3 separate regions of the Sus scrofa genome follow, and all the other regions are linked to region 2. The links are chromatin contacts, called in public HiChIP or PLAC-seq and promoter capture Hi-C maps. All regions are on one chromosome and are shown on one strand. Each heading gives the region's core, a stretch centred on a gene start, on an enhancer-like site or on the middle of the called end of the contact. The rest is flanking DNA. Distances are from core to core; before and after follow the strand shown.

Evidence for each region. Promoter capture Hi-C pulls out the DNA fragments that hold promoters and counts their contacts. HiChIP or PLAC-seq counts read pairs in DNA pulled down with a chosen protein or histone mark.
Region 1: a promoter capture Hi-C map of fetal liver shows a contact between it and region 2, with 8 times the contacts expected there. The contact joins the promoter of CDKL5 here to the promoter of PDHA1 in region 2. A contact is called at or near these places in 4 of 5 promoter capture datasets (fetal liver, liver and skeletal muscle), 33 of 47 Hi-C or Micro-C datasets (adipocytes, adipose tissue, alveolar macrophages and 17 more) and 2 of 2 datasets of contacts at active chromatin or transcription factors (alveolar macrophages and skeletal muscle).
Region 3: an H3K27ac HiChIP or PLAC-seq map of alveolar macrophages shows a contact between it and region 2. The contact joins the promoter of CXHXorf23 here to the promoter of PDHA1 in region 2. A contact is called at or near these places in 1 of 5 promoter capture datasets (liver), 1 of 47 Hi-C or Micro-C datasets (heart right ventricle) and 2 of 2 datasets of contacts at active chromatin or transcription factors (alveolar macrophages and skeletal muscle).

What each region holds. Positions count from the first base shown.
Region 1 is chrX:14,857,423-14,862,284 of Sscrofa11.1, forward strand. It overlaps CDKL5 (cyclin-dependent kinase-like 5), which reads left to right and starts at 1,404. Exons shown (of 19, transcript XM_021080550.1): 1 at 1,404-1,578.
Region 2 is chrX:15,698,337-15,702,643 of Sscrofa11.1, forward strand. PDHA1 (pyruvate dehydrogenase E1 component subunit alpha, somatic form, mitochondrial) reads left to right here and starts at 1,588. Exons shown (of 11, transcript XM_003360244.4): 1 at 1,588-1,926. The coding sequence starts at 1,870.
Region 3 is chrX:16,308,766-16,313,683 of Sscrofa11.1, forward strand. CXHXorf23 reads right to left here and starts at 3,661. Exons shown (of 13, transcript XM_021080785.1): 1 at 3,493-3,661; 2 at 1,186-1,358.

The DNA.
Region 1 (4,862 bases), core at 154-2,653, 840 kb before region 2:
TCTCTAGAAAAATTTACCAATTGAGGAGGCTTGGACTTAAAATCTGCATGACATTCTTACCTTTGTTGATTAGGCTCTGCCTAATAACCTGCCCCCACCAACATCTTCTTTTGTCTCTAGCTAGAGATGGTATTTAAAGTGATGGCTTGGCCATTTCCAAGAGTTACTCATTTTTTTCTGGGTCTCTCCCAAGTATATAGGAGGACATATATTATTATACTGCTGGAGTTCCCGTCGCGGCGCAGCGGAAACGAATCCTACTAGGAATGATGAGGTTACAGGTTCGATCCCTGGCCTCACTCAGTGGGTTAAGAAACTGGCGTTGCTGCTTCTCTGGCATAGGCTGGCAGCAACAACTCCAATTACATCCTTACCCTGAGAACCTCCATATCCATCCCACAGGTACAACCATAAAAAAACAAACAAACAAAATAAAGTGAACTTCTGTTTATTTTTTCTCATGTTGATCTGTGTTTTGTTATAGGAAGGTCTCGGTAAGAACCTAGGAGGGTAGAAGAAAATTATTTTTCCTCCCCCAACAGCCTTATTGAATGAAAACCCCATTTCTGGCACCATCAAATGAAGACAATAAAAATCAAAACTTTGGGAGTTCCTGCTGTGGCACTAGCGTTAAGGATCTAGTGTTGTCGCAGCTGAGGCAGCTATGGCTCAGATTCCATTCCTGGCCCAGGAACTTCCATATGCCTCGTGTGCAGCTGAAAAAGAAGAAGAAAAAAATTTTTTTAGATCATTCAACATTCAAGTGCTCAAAGAAATTCTAAAACTCTTATTTAAATGCTCCTAAAGAACTTTTAGGTTTTTTTGAAATTTTAGCGATAGAGAACTTCAGAGGCTTATTAGTGTTACAAAACAAAACACACCAAAGAACAAATAGTCTTGGTTCCCTTCCAGGGAAGGAACTCCCCTGATGAAGCACTGCAGACGGAAAATTAACTTTCAGCTGCCTGCTTCTCTCGGACAATAGATGGCACTGTGGGACAACTCTAAGTGACTGTTTTTCTGTGACGCTAGGTGGAAAGCCCCGGAGGAAAAAAAAAAAAAAAAAATCAGACTGCAATCTTGTGCTGGATTGTGTTTTAAATCTACATCTCCAAGGAGGGTTATTTGTAGAAGTCCCCTGCGCTTTATTCTAATCCTTCGTTACTCAAATGTAGTCCTAGGTCAGGGGCGCTGGCGTCACCGGAGAGCTTATTAGAAATGCAAGATCTCAGACTCAGGCTCCCCGAGATAGAATCCACTCCTTGGACAATGTCCTCTTAGCCCTCAAAGGCTTTGGACATGTTCTCAATTATGTAGCAGTGCAGACGTTCATCCGCGTTCGAAAACAAAGCAAACCAAACCGAAATGATCCTCGGCCCCTTTAAGAAAAAAACTGCTCTTGTAAAATACATGCTAAAGGAGCCTGCGATGCCTCGCTCAGTGCAGCAGGTGGCACTGTGGGACAACACGAAAAGCAACTGATTTTCCTGCAGCCCTGAGGAAGCCCGGGAAACCGGCAGGACGGAACACAGCAATCACCGGCTAGATGGGGGCCTTTTTAAAATCGACATCTCCAAGGTAAGAAGATTAGGAACTCTTCTGAATGAGGAAAAATATAATAATCTTGTGGAGGGAGTGGTAAAAAAAGACGAGAAGGACTGTCCTCTGGACGGGAGGGAAAAAAGTTGCTTTTGTATGTGAAGTGTCAGAAAGCTTCTCTCAAATTGCCTCTTAAAATCTATTGTTAGAACCCCAGCCATTTAAAGTACTGCTTATAACACAGATGCTCTTAGGAGGCGACGCATTTCACCATCATGATGCCTTTAGTTCGTCTCCTTGCTTTGAAATAAAGGTCACTCCCAGGCAGCAAAGGAACCCCTCCTCACCTCCAGAAAGAGTTCCTTCTCCCCATCTCTTTCTCACAGGGACTGATGGATTCAACTGCGACAATAGCCTAATGAACAAATCTCAAAAACAAAATCTTCGGTGGAAAAAAGGGCACAGTGGAACAGATAGATACAATATGATATTTGTAAAGCACATTATGGCAATCTACATATATTGTTAAAAGTACAGGCATTCTTGGGAGTGAGGACAGTGGTGACCTCTGGAGATAACAGGGGAGGGGCTAGTACATTTGGGGGGGGACAGGCTTTAACTGTCCCCTCTAATGTTTTAATTTTCTTTTTTAAGATTTCTGAAGCAAGGTTTGTTAAATATTAGCATCTGTTAAATCTAGGTGTTGGTAGCATGGTTATCTGTTATAGTGAATATTGACCTTATGCTCAAGAAGTGGGCAAGTACAAGGAGAAAGGGGATGGTAATTAGAGGCGGTGAAAGGCTTTTCCAAGATAGTGAAGACCTGTAACCCAAGAAAGAACCAATGTAGGTTCAAGAGCTGGAAAGGGAAGGAAACTCGCAGGGCTGATAATTAGAAAGAGGGCAGGACGTATTTAAATCATAAGCGCCAAGAGAAGGAGTTTACCTCTCTCTCATTAAAATTTTTAAAAATTTCTTGGAGTTCCCATTGTGGCTCAGTGGTTAATGAACCCGACTGACATCCATGAGGACACAGGTTCGATCCTTGGCCTCGCTCAGTGAGTTGGAGATCCCACGTTGCTGTGAGCCGTGGTGTAGGTGGCAGACGCGGCTTGGATCCCAAGTTGCTGTGGCTGTGGCCTGGGCCAGTGGCTGCAGCTCCAATTCGACCCCAGCCTGGGAACCTCCATATGCTGCAGGTGCGGCCGTAAAAAGACAAAAACAGCATTTTAAAAACATTTTCTTTAGAAGCAATAAACATTTTCTTAAATAGCAATTGACGGTAATGAGCTGAGAAAGCCAGTATGCCAAATATGTTATTACTTCAATTGATCCTTCCTTGAAGTTTCCATGCACCAAGTGCTAAAGGTCGATGTGCTTGCCTACTGCATGTATGCCCAGAAAGGACCTAACCAACATATACCAACATATACACCTCAGTTGTTTCTATCTAGAAATTCTATTCAAAAAGAACTTCAGAGAAGCTCAAGTAAGTTAGTGAACTCACTAGTTCATCTCACTTAGATGAGTAAAGTGAGGTCATCTGGGAAGTGGCTAAGCCAGAGTTTGAACTATGCTCTTCATCACTCTACTGTGGTTATGGAAACGAATATCTTACACCAGCCACGACGATGGTCCTGGGTCCCTCTCACTTCTCCCTGACTTGCCTTTCATCCAAGTTTGGTCTCCCTCTGACTTGTAACTCTTAGCCTTGCAAGACAATATAGATTCTATCTCTGACCTTTGAAACAAATGTCTATATTCGGTTTTTCCAGTGGCGTCTCCAGTGATTGATTACATCTGTCCCTCTGGCTCTTCATAACCCACGTTGCTCCAGACAGGAACCTCGTCCAGTTCCCAGGGTCTGGACCTGCTTGCTCTCCTTTGCACCCGAGCTTCGCAAGGCCCCACCCTTTACCTTCCATCCCCATCCAGCTAAACTCCCAAGGTGGATGGGGGAAGGTGCAGAGCCACTCAGGGGATAGATCCTTGCCCCACCATCACCCTCTCTGATGTCTGATAAAGGGCAGATTTGGAAATCTGGGGACTTGCTAGCTGGACAGGCACAGTTTTCAGCTGAATCCGGGAGATGGAGGGAGAGGGAGAGTAAATAACTAGGCTTGGAATTTCTAGTAAGGGACTTGGCCTACAAAGAAGTAGGGTCTCATCCGGGACAAGATGGGGAGGGACGGGCCGAGTGAAGTCAAGTCAGGGATGAAAGTGCAGGTGGTGCTGACGGGCAGGAAAAGCCATGTCCGAGCTGCACATTCCTAAGAAAAGTTGCAGGTGGTCAAGGGAGGCCTCCGCCCATGGCAGCACCTCCTTGGTGCTGGAAGGAACTGGTGATCACTATGGCTGGTTGTGAGCGTTTAACCTCCCAAAGACTGTAAGATTTGGGAATCTTTGAAAATCTGATGAAAAATATGGATTTTTTTACTAAGAAAGGCAGAGGGACTAGTCCACATGCTGCATGTAATATGGGGGAGCCATAGGCCCCTCTCAAAAATAAATCCACAGACTGTAGGATAAGAATTCCTGCCCTAGAACTCTTTTTTTATGATGGGAAGTCACCAGAGGGTTTTATTTATTCATTTATTTATTTAATTTTATCGATTTATTTTTATTGAAGTATAGTTGATTTACATACTGGAGGGTTTTAAACACATAAGTGGAAAGGTCTGTTATACATATATATATTATATATATAATATATGCATATATGTATATTTTTTTGTCTTTTTGTCTCTTTTAGGGCCACACCTGTGGCATATGGAGGTTCCCAGGCTAGGGGTCCAATTGGAACTGTAGCCTCTGGCCTACACCACGGCCACAGCAACTCGGGATCCAAGCCGCATCAGTGACCTACACCACAGCTCATGGCAATGCTGGATCCTTAATCCACTGAGCGAGGCCAGGGATCAAACCCTCATCCTTACAGATGCTAGTTGGGTTTGCTAACTGCTGAGCCATGACGGGAACTCCATACATATATATTAAAAAACTGTTTTTTTCTCGTTCATTTTTGACTGCCCCACAGCACAGGGAATTCCCGGATCAGAAATCAGATCCTAGTCGCAGTTGCAGTCTAAGTCACAGTTGCAGATCCTTAACCCATTGTGCTGGGCTGGGGTTGGAACCTATGTCCCAGCCAGCACTCCCAAGATGTAGGCCACAGTGGGAACTCCTAATTTTTTCTTTTTACGGCTTCACCTGTGGCGTATGGCAGTTCCTGGGCTGGGGGTTAAATCAAAATTGAAACCAGCCCCTCCACACCGCCACTGAGCAGCCTGAGCTACGGAGATGGTAAGCTCACGCATCCTCTT
Region 2 (4,307 bases), core at 338-2,837:
AGTTTTCCCAGAGCACAAAATGCTTCACCCTGATCTTAATCCTGAAATCCTCTTCAGGTGTATTTTAGGTCAGTGACTGCAGTGGCTAATGACTTGATTCTTGTAGAACTGCATGCTGGGCAACATTTTTTGTTTTACAACCCCCCCCCATTTTGATCTTATTTTTGACGAAGATTTGGGAAGCATTTCATGACCCACTTGGCCCACACCACTAGAAATGCTCATTCCCAGGTCAGGGGAGGATTTCCTTGCTAGGACCCTCCATGTGCTCTTATGGGACTAAGCCCTGCTAACAGTAGCCCAAAGCCTCAGGACCACCTGTCATACCAGTCTGTTAGGATCCAGGAAATGGTTCCTTCTTGTTGCTTCTTTCCATATCTAGGGTTACACTATGACCAACATTGATCTGGTAGAATTATATGTATCTTTGGTCCTTCGTTCCAAGTCAGCTAGTCATCTTACTTTTATCAGAGGCTCAGTTGCCCATTTGGTAATGCAAGAAACAGTAGTCTTGTAAAACAGGCAGGATACAAGGAGTATAGCTAGAGACATTAATAAGGTCGTAAGTATTTAAGCGAAGAAATTCCATTCATTGCAGCCCTGTATCTCCCTAGGTCTTGTGACTCAGTCTGTTCTGTACCAGTCGCTATCTTTAAGGGAAATGATACATTGGCATTTGTGCATAAAGTTCACCAAAGATGTCTGCACATACGAGGTGAGTGGAGGGCAATCACGACGATTTACAGGATTGAGCAAGGAATGTTATCTTCAAAGGAGTTACATGGCTGGCTCTAGAAGAAGAAAAATTGAGCTTTATGGCTGAGGAGGTATTTCTGCCATTGGGGAGGTGAGCTTAATGAATAATGTAGATGAACAATGCACACCAGAAAGGGGGGGTGTGTGTGGAGAAGGCCCAAACAGACAGAGAAAACATTTTTGTTTAAATATTTCTTGTCTTGGAGGCCCGGTCATGGCTCAGCAAGAACGAATCCGAGTAGTATCCGTGAGGACACGGGTTTGATCCCAGGCCTCAGTCAGTGGGTTAAGGATTCCGCATTGTCATGAGCTGTAGTGTAGGTTGCAGATGTGGTTTGGGTCCCTTCGCTGTGGCTGTGACGTAGGCCGGCAGCTGCAGCTCCAATTCGACCCCTAGCCTGGGAACCTCCATATGCCACAGGTGTGGACCTAAAAAGACAAAAAAAAAAAGAAAAAGAAAAAATTCTTGCCTTGCTTTAAAATAATAATTTTATTTCATCAGATCCTAGCTCAAGTAGGCAGGGAAGCCTTTTACAACTGTTATGTAACTTCTTAGAGACAAGTTGGCAGCAGAACCATTTATAAAAACCATATGTTCTGTCCTTTGGCCCCATCAGGCTATTAATCTTTATCATCCAGTGTATTGAGCAGAGGCTGCAAAGGTGCAGTACTGGCAAGACTAGTCGCTGGGTAGTATTGCCCTTGAACGATCTCCAGAGGAGCACGGCTCAGCTGTGGCGCCCAATCTAACAGGGTCCATTCCCGAGTGGCCCTGGAGGCGTGGCCTCGCTTTCCCACGCAGGCGTCCTCAGGTCTCCCGCCCCTCACCCGTGTGGTGACGGAGGCAGCCCTCAGCCCAGCTCTCTGGCTCCGACACCCAATGGGCGGCCGTGGGCCTCTCGGGTGGGCGGGGCACGCCCTGAGAGCAATCCTGGTTGGCCCGTGGCCCGGTGCGGCGCATGACGTCTTCCGTCGCGTCGCGTCGCGTCGCGTTCCGTAGCGCCGCCGTTAGGTCTTAGCGTCCTCCCCGGGCGCCTGAAGGAGACTTGGAGACTTCTGGGCCTCGCTGCTTGAGCGGTTGGGAGTCGCCGCTGCTGCCACTGCCCGCACTCCATGAGGAAGATGCTCGCCGCCGTCTCCCGCGTGTTGTCGGGCGTCGCCCAGAAGCCGGTGAGTCGGCCTGAGCGGCCCGTGGCAGGGAAAGAGCGGGACCGAGGCGGGGCCCGACGCCGGAGGACGCCAAAGGGCAGGGCAAGCGGGCTAGGCGGGCGGGTCGGGCCGGGCGCAGCGGTCTTCGGGGAGCCGCAGGCCTTTGTTCTGCTTCCACGTTGTGTGCTGCACTCCTGGCCGCGAGCGGAGCGGCGACTCGGCCAAGCGGCGCCGCCTGTTGGAGGGGGAGCTTTACAAGGTCCACGTGGAGGTCAGCAGTGGTTCCCCGTGCCGGGCTTGTTGATGCGGCCCCAAAATGCCCGCCCCCCGCCCCCCAAAAGAAGCAAAAGTGCCCGTTCCTTTACTGTAGACAGAAAAGGGGGCCTTGGGCTTCCTCGAGTTGGCTGCCTCTTCCTGGCCGGTTCATTAAAATTTTTCCTTAGTTCCTCTTGACCAGGAATCCGGAGACTGACTCCGTTCAGACGCCAGCCTCACTCTTTACTAGCCCTGTGGTCTTGGGCAAGAGTTTTTTGGTTTTGCTTTTTTTCTTAAAACAGCCCGGTGCTCAATTTCCTCATTTCTGAAATGGAGAGTACTTACTCCATGGGGTTGTCGTGAGGCTTAAAGGAGTGACAAGTATGTAAACCTTTCCGGTAGCGCCTGGTACATGGTAGGTGCCGTCAGTATTAAATATTGTTATTATTTGAGTTCCCAATTTGGTATACATTTGTTGAACGCCAGCGCTCGGCTCTGTGGAGTGTTGATGCAGGGTTGGGTTCCAGAGAAACAACACACTTGGTACTCTTTCCTCCCCTCTGCCTCAACGGTGAGCTTTTCCTAGGCAGTCGATTCAAAAGCCGTCAGGCAGAACCCAGAGGGAGGCCCTCCACTTGCACACAGATGCGGAGACACTCTCATTTAGGATAGAAGTAGCTAAAGTGGTGTTTGGGAGGATGGGGTTAGAGGTTAGCGCTATTTATGGCTCCAACTTTTAGACATTCCTAGCCGAAGTTCAGAGCATTTTGACCTCTAAGCACGGGATGGGTGGTAATGTGACTTGGTATCACTGCAGCCAAGTTTTGACTTGCAGTTCTTGCTCCAGTAACTCCCAAGACTGGCAGCTCAGCTTGGTATAGGGCAGAGATCATCGAACGGTTGGAGGAAGTGTACTTCTCTAGGACTGCCATTGATTGACAAACACAGAATGCCATGTGATTAATCTGTATTAGCATTTAGGTTGTGATTGGATCTCCCTGAAAAACAAGCACATTTCACCGTTGTTTTTGGTCTTTTTGCCATTTCTAGGGCCGCTCCTGCGGCATATGGAGGTTCCCAGGCTAGGGGTCGAATCAGAGCCGTAGCCACCTGCCTACTCCAGAGCCACAGGAACTCGGGATCCGAGCGCGTCTGCGACCTACACCACAGCTCACGGCAACACTGGATCCTTAACCCACTGAGCATGGCCAGGGGTTGAACCCGCAACCTCATGGTTCCTAGTCAGATTCGTTAACCACTGAGCCACGACAGGAGCTCTAGTTTTTGTATTTATTTTTTATTTCTATGTACACAAAAGATAAATCCAGCATTTATTGTGCCCTTAATGTGTGCCAGGCACGTGACTATTTAATGTCCAAAACATCAGTTTTTAGTTGAATGTAGGTAATAGAAATATGTTTTCAACATCATACAGGGCCTTAGTTCGGTGTGATTACAGTAGAACTTCGTTTGAATTGATGGCGTTCTACAGACAAGGAAAATTTGTGAGTTTTCAAATTACTATCCCCTGTGTCCCTATGAACAGCGAAAAGTCAATATTTAAAATCAGAGTTTCATTCCCTTAGCTGTCCAAAATACTCCTGCTTGTGGGTTGTTGTCTTCCTGCAATGTGTTGGCATCAAAGGCAGATTGCACTTGGTGTTCCACCTCAGTAAAACTTGGGCCTTCTCAAAAATCATACAATACATCTCAAGTCAAATAGAAACGAGAGTTGGGTAACAGTGATCTGTTAAAAATGGAATATGGGAGTTCCTGTGGCCCAGTGGGTTAAGAACCTGACTAGTATCCATGAGGATGCAGGTTCGATTCCTGGCATTACTCAGTGGGTTAAAGGATCTAGTGTTGCCACAAGCTGTGGTGTAGGTTGCAGATGCGGCTTGGATCTGGTGTTGCTATGGCTGTGGTGTAGGCCGGCAGTTGCAGCCCCACTTCGACCCATAGCCTGGGAACTTCCATATGCTGCAGATGTGGCTCCAAAAGGACCAAAAATGAAATATAACTTTATTTAGTCAAAAATTCTTAAGAGATAAGATTATTATGGCAGAAATGGATTCCTGTGCAGAACAATTTATTTAATTAAAAACATTCTTTACTCTGTCTCTTTCTTCTTGTTTTCTTTTGTTCTA
Region 3 (4,918 bases), core at 2,411-4,910, 610 kb after region 2:
GTTAACGAATCTGACTAGGAACCCTGAGGTTGCGGGTTCAGTCCCTGGCCTCGTTCAGTGGGTTACCGATCCGGCGTTGCCATGAGCTGTGGTGTAGGTTGCAGATGTGGCTCGGATCCCACGTTGCTGTGGCTCTGGTGTAGGCCAGTGGCTACAGCTCCAATTAGACCCCTAGCCTGGGAACCTCCATATGCCGCAGGAGCGGCCCAAGAAATAGCAAAAAGACAAAAAAAAAAAAAAAAAGAAAGAAAGAAAGCCAATTACTAAGAGTGCCGTGTAACAGCGTGGCTGGTAGGGGAGGAGAGAAACTATGCTGCAGCTGGGTGATAGGGGTCTAGTGAGGAGGTTCTGAAATGGGAGCAACTTGGGCAAGTTTGTGGTTGATAAGGAGAAACTATGTGCATGGCATTAGGGACATGACCAGAAGGACAGCCATAATAGAGATGAGCCCAAGTACAATTAGATCAACGTTCCATTTGACTCCTTAATATCAACTCCAAATACCACGGTCAATTTCTCCCAATACTTCACACTTACATATTACCTTTTTTAAAGGTCCAAATTTAATTTTTTTGTCTTTTTGCCATTTCTAGGGCCGCTCCCACAGCATATGGAGGTTCCCAGGCTAGGGGTCGAATCGGAGCTGTAGCCGGTGGCCTACGCCAGAGCCACAGCAACGTGGGATCTGAGCCGCGTCTGGGACCCACACCACAGCTCATGGCAACACCGGATCCCTAACCACTGAGCAAGGCCAGGGATCGAACCTGCCGCCTCATGGTTCCTAGTCAGATTCGTTAACCACTGAGCCACAACAGGAACTCCAGGTCCAAATCTAATTTTTATCAGTAGTCTCATTTTATGTTAGTTTAGTAAACATTACTGACTACCAGGGACTGCTAGGCAAACCAAGTTGGAAGAGATCTAGTTTCTCAGTCTTCAGTGGATAAGAAGGATCCCAGGAATACCAGGACTCTGTAGCTTCACTAAGTGTTTTGCAAATACTATTTCATTTAATCTTCATAAGCCTTTGAGGAAGCTAGAATTACCTCCACTTCACAGGTGAAGAAACCAAGCTTCAAAAAGGTTAACCAAGCTGCCCCCCAAGAGAAGGACGTAAAATCCGAATCCAGGTTCTCAGACTCAATGCTAACCCTTCCCCGAAGAATTCCACCTTGCAACTCCTACCTTCAAAAAGACGACTCTGAAGAGACTGCCTGGTCATTTGCGCAGATGCTCGGTCAGCAAAATTGGACTTTAGCACACTTGAGAATAGTTGACATCCTGCATCACATCTAAAATTGCCGTCTAAATTTGGAAAGCAGCTTTTATGCCCTCTAGCTGCCTGGACATTCTGTAGCCTGTAGGGCACAAAGACGATGTTTTATTTATCATGATCTCAAGGTCTGTGTTTTGTTCAGCTTTTTATCTGTCCCCCTCAGCTTTATGTATAATGCCTTTAAATATGTTCTCCTTCAACATTTGTGGATTCATTCATTCACCTCATTTCATAACTCTGACATCATTCTGAAGATAATCTAGGGCAGCAGAATAAAACTTTAAATTTAAAGGCTGAAAGAGTAGGGGTGAAGGGTATCAGAGAGCAGCTTTTTTAATTCAGAAATTTACGGTAAAAATCAAGATGTTTTTGTGCTCTGAAATTTTTACAAGATGGCATAATTAGCAACAAGACAAAGTACATTTAAATGTACTCCTCATAAATGCCTCATTTGACCCTCAAAACCACCAGAGAGATAAGGCAAAAGCACAATAATCTCTAATTCCAAGTTGAGGAAATAGTCCCTTCGAAAAGGGAAGCGACCTGTTCAAGGTAATCAGATATACTGGAACTCAAGGAAGTCCTGACTTTAAATCTGTCCTTTGCTTCACCTAGATAACCCTTCTTTATTAAACTGGTAAAGGTGGAATAAAAAATGAGATCCTAAATTGCCATCAACAGATAAGAAAGAAAAAGGTGACAGCTAGAGAAGGATACTGGTACTTGGCTGGAGAGCATATATGGTCCCAAAGTGTGCCTATAGAAATCCTTTAAACGTTGCCTTTTGCTAGGGTGGGGAAAAGGACACTCACAGATTGTTGGTGGGAGTACAAAATAGCACATCCTTTCCTGAGGGAAATTGAGCAATTCACATTAAAAAAAAAACCCACAATTCTATTATCTAGGAATGTACACTAAGGAAGTAATCGTGGACATGCACATTTTACATTTCTCCAAGAATGTCTTTAAGTAGTGAAAAACTGGGAATAACCATTTAAAAATAAATGACTGCAGCCATATAATGGCATGCTATGTAGTCAGGGGAAAAAATGGTTACCAAAGAGAATCCACTTTAGACAAATTCATGCATTCATCTCTGCACAGAAAAAGACTGGAGGTGTAGCCCCAGTATAACCATATTCACAATGGCTACTTGAATAGGAAAAGAGTGTACCTTCTTCACTGCGATTTTGTCTATTTTAGAGATTTCATATATAAATATGTCACTAAATGTTTATATAAATGTTTATAGCTAGGCGTTTTAAAGGCTTCTGGGGAGGGTATGAGAAAGCAGGGCGTTCCAAAGAACATTTTAGGAGCCATTTTTTAAAATACCACGAAAAAATAAAGCATTGTATACTATCACCATTAAAACACCATAGAAAAATAAGGCACACATCTTGACTGCACACCAAAACCTTTCCTTTTCAAGTTCCAGTCTTTCATTCGTACCAGTTGGCATTCAGAAAAACGTGAAAAAGGCTGTCTGGCCAGAAGTCTGAGAGACCTTCCTGATTTCTACCTGTAGTTTTTTACTTTGATCCAGAAAAGAAAAGCCATCACCTAAGAGGCAGGAAAATACTTGGGAGGATAAGTTTCTCTCCCATTTCTTTCTCTCCCGACCTACCAACAGGACAATCTTGCCAGGGACCGGCCCGGTTTCCTAATACACCTGAGAGAAGCACAGGAGATGCGCCAATTTTCAGGACACGTTTCTAAAAAGACAAGTTTTACTTTGATCTGCAGGATAAAGAGCAGCCTACGCTACTCATTCTGGACGTTACCGAAGGAAGATGCCGCTTCGCGGCAAGAGGGCCTCCCGAGGACAAAGCAGGGGCTCCTCGGCTCCGGTCCCGCAGGCGACGCGTCCGCAGCCGCCTCACGGGAAAGGGCACGGTCCCTGGACACCGCTCCCCCCGCCCCACCCCCGTCGCCAAGACAGACGCTCCAAACCGCCGGGGCCGAAGCCTGCCCAACGACGGGCGAGGATCCGTGCCGCGGCAGCAGGTGCCGGGGTCGCGGCGTCTAAAATAAAGACTCCGTCCAGTGGCCGGAGGCAGTGACACGGGAGCGGTCCCCCGGGAGCCTGAGCTGGGCCGCCGCAACCTCCCAGCCGCCCCACCCGCCACCCCAAGAACCGCCCCTCCCAGGCGACGGACACGCCCTCCCCGCGGGCCCGGGCCTCGTCGCCCCGCCCGCCCCCCAGGGCCGCTCACCCGGCCGGGAAGTCTTCGCAGCCACTGCCGCCGCCGCGCCGCCGCTACCGCCGCCGCCACCGGCCCCTCGGGCCTCGCCCCTCACACGGCCGCCGCCTCGCAAGGCAGTGGCACCACAGTTACCTCAGCTGGGCCGCGGGACCCGGAACCACTTCCTTCCGGAACCGCCTCGCCCCTCCCCCGCGCCCTGGCCACGCCCACCGCCCGCCGCCTCGCGCCGAGCCCGCTCTCCCACCACCGACCTCTGCTCTCTTTCCCAGCGAGGGTTGCCCCGCCCGGGCGGCTCTGGCTAGAACGCCTGCGCCCTCTGCTGGCCGTTCCCACCTCTGCCTCTCTGTCCAGAGCGCGTGCGCCGTCTGCTGCCCTCCTGTCGTAAGGAAGGACTGTGCTGGGCAGAGTGGTCCTTGGATACTGGGGGTTAAAGGGCAGGGGTCGGAGCTCACCCCTCAGTCAGGGCGAGTTGGCCTCCTGGGCTTTCCAGCTTTTTGTGGATGACCAGAGCAGATGAGCCTCGGCCTTGCAGCCCCTGGCTTGCCCCTCCAAGCCCTTCCAGAGCCAGCCCACCTGAACCTGCACTGCTTCGGCCTCTCTCCTGCCTGCTCCATCTCTAGCCATTCCCGGTGGCCTCAAATGAAGCTTCTACCCAGAAAACAGAACTTCCCCTCTGGACCGCCCAAATAGGTTAATGATACTAACATCTCTCCACCATGCAATTCAAAATATTGACTCATGTTTGCCTGCGCTCCCGACTTCTCTCTTCCCACACTCCATCTAGCATCCCAAAGGCTCTTGGAGCTTTCTCACTTGGCCCTTTGATTTTCTTCTCACCCCTTTCCAGCTGGTGGCCCTTTTACCCTCCCTTGTCACTGTCTTCTACTGACTGTTAGTTTTCCTCCTCATTTTTTTTTTTTTTTGTCTTTTTGCCATTTCTTTGGGCCGCTCCCGCAGCATATGGAGGTTCCCAGGCTAGGGGTCGAATCGGAGCTGTAGCTGCCAGCCTACACCAGAGCCACAGCAACGCGGGATCCGAGCCGTGTCTTCGACCTACACCACAGCTCATGGCAACGCCGGATCGTTAACCCACTGAGCAAGGGCAGGGATCGAACCTGCAACCTCATGGTTCCTAGTCAGATTCGTTAACCACTGTGCCACAACGGGAACTCCTTCCTCCTCATCTTAATCACTGCCATCATCCTGATGAATCCAATACCCATGACTAAGCCATGTTTCCATAACTTCCTCAATCGCGATGGCTTTACCGCTATTCCACTTTATCCGCCAATTTCCAGGTGCCCACTCTAGAAAACCTAGACATCCATCACTTTGTGCTGTCCCACAGCTAAAACCTCATTTATTTGGACCCAAGCCTCATCCTTGCAGTCCTATCTCTCCCTTAGTCCCAGTATACTTGTTCTTCAAAAACCAC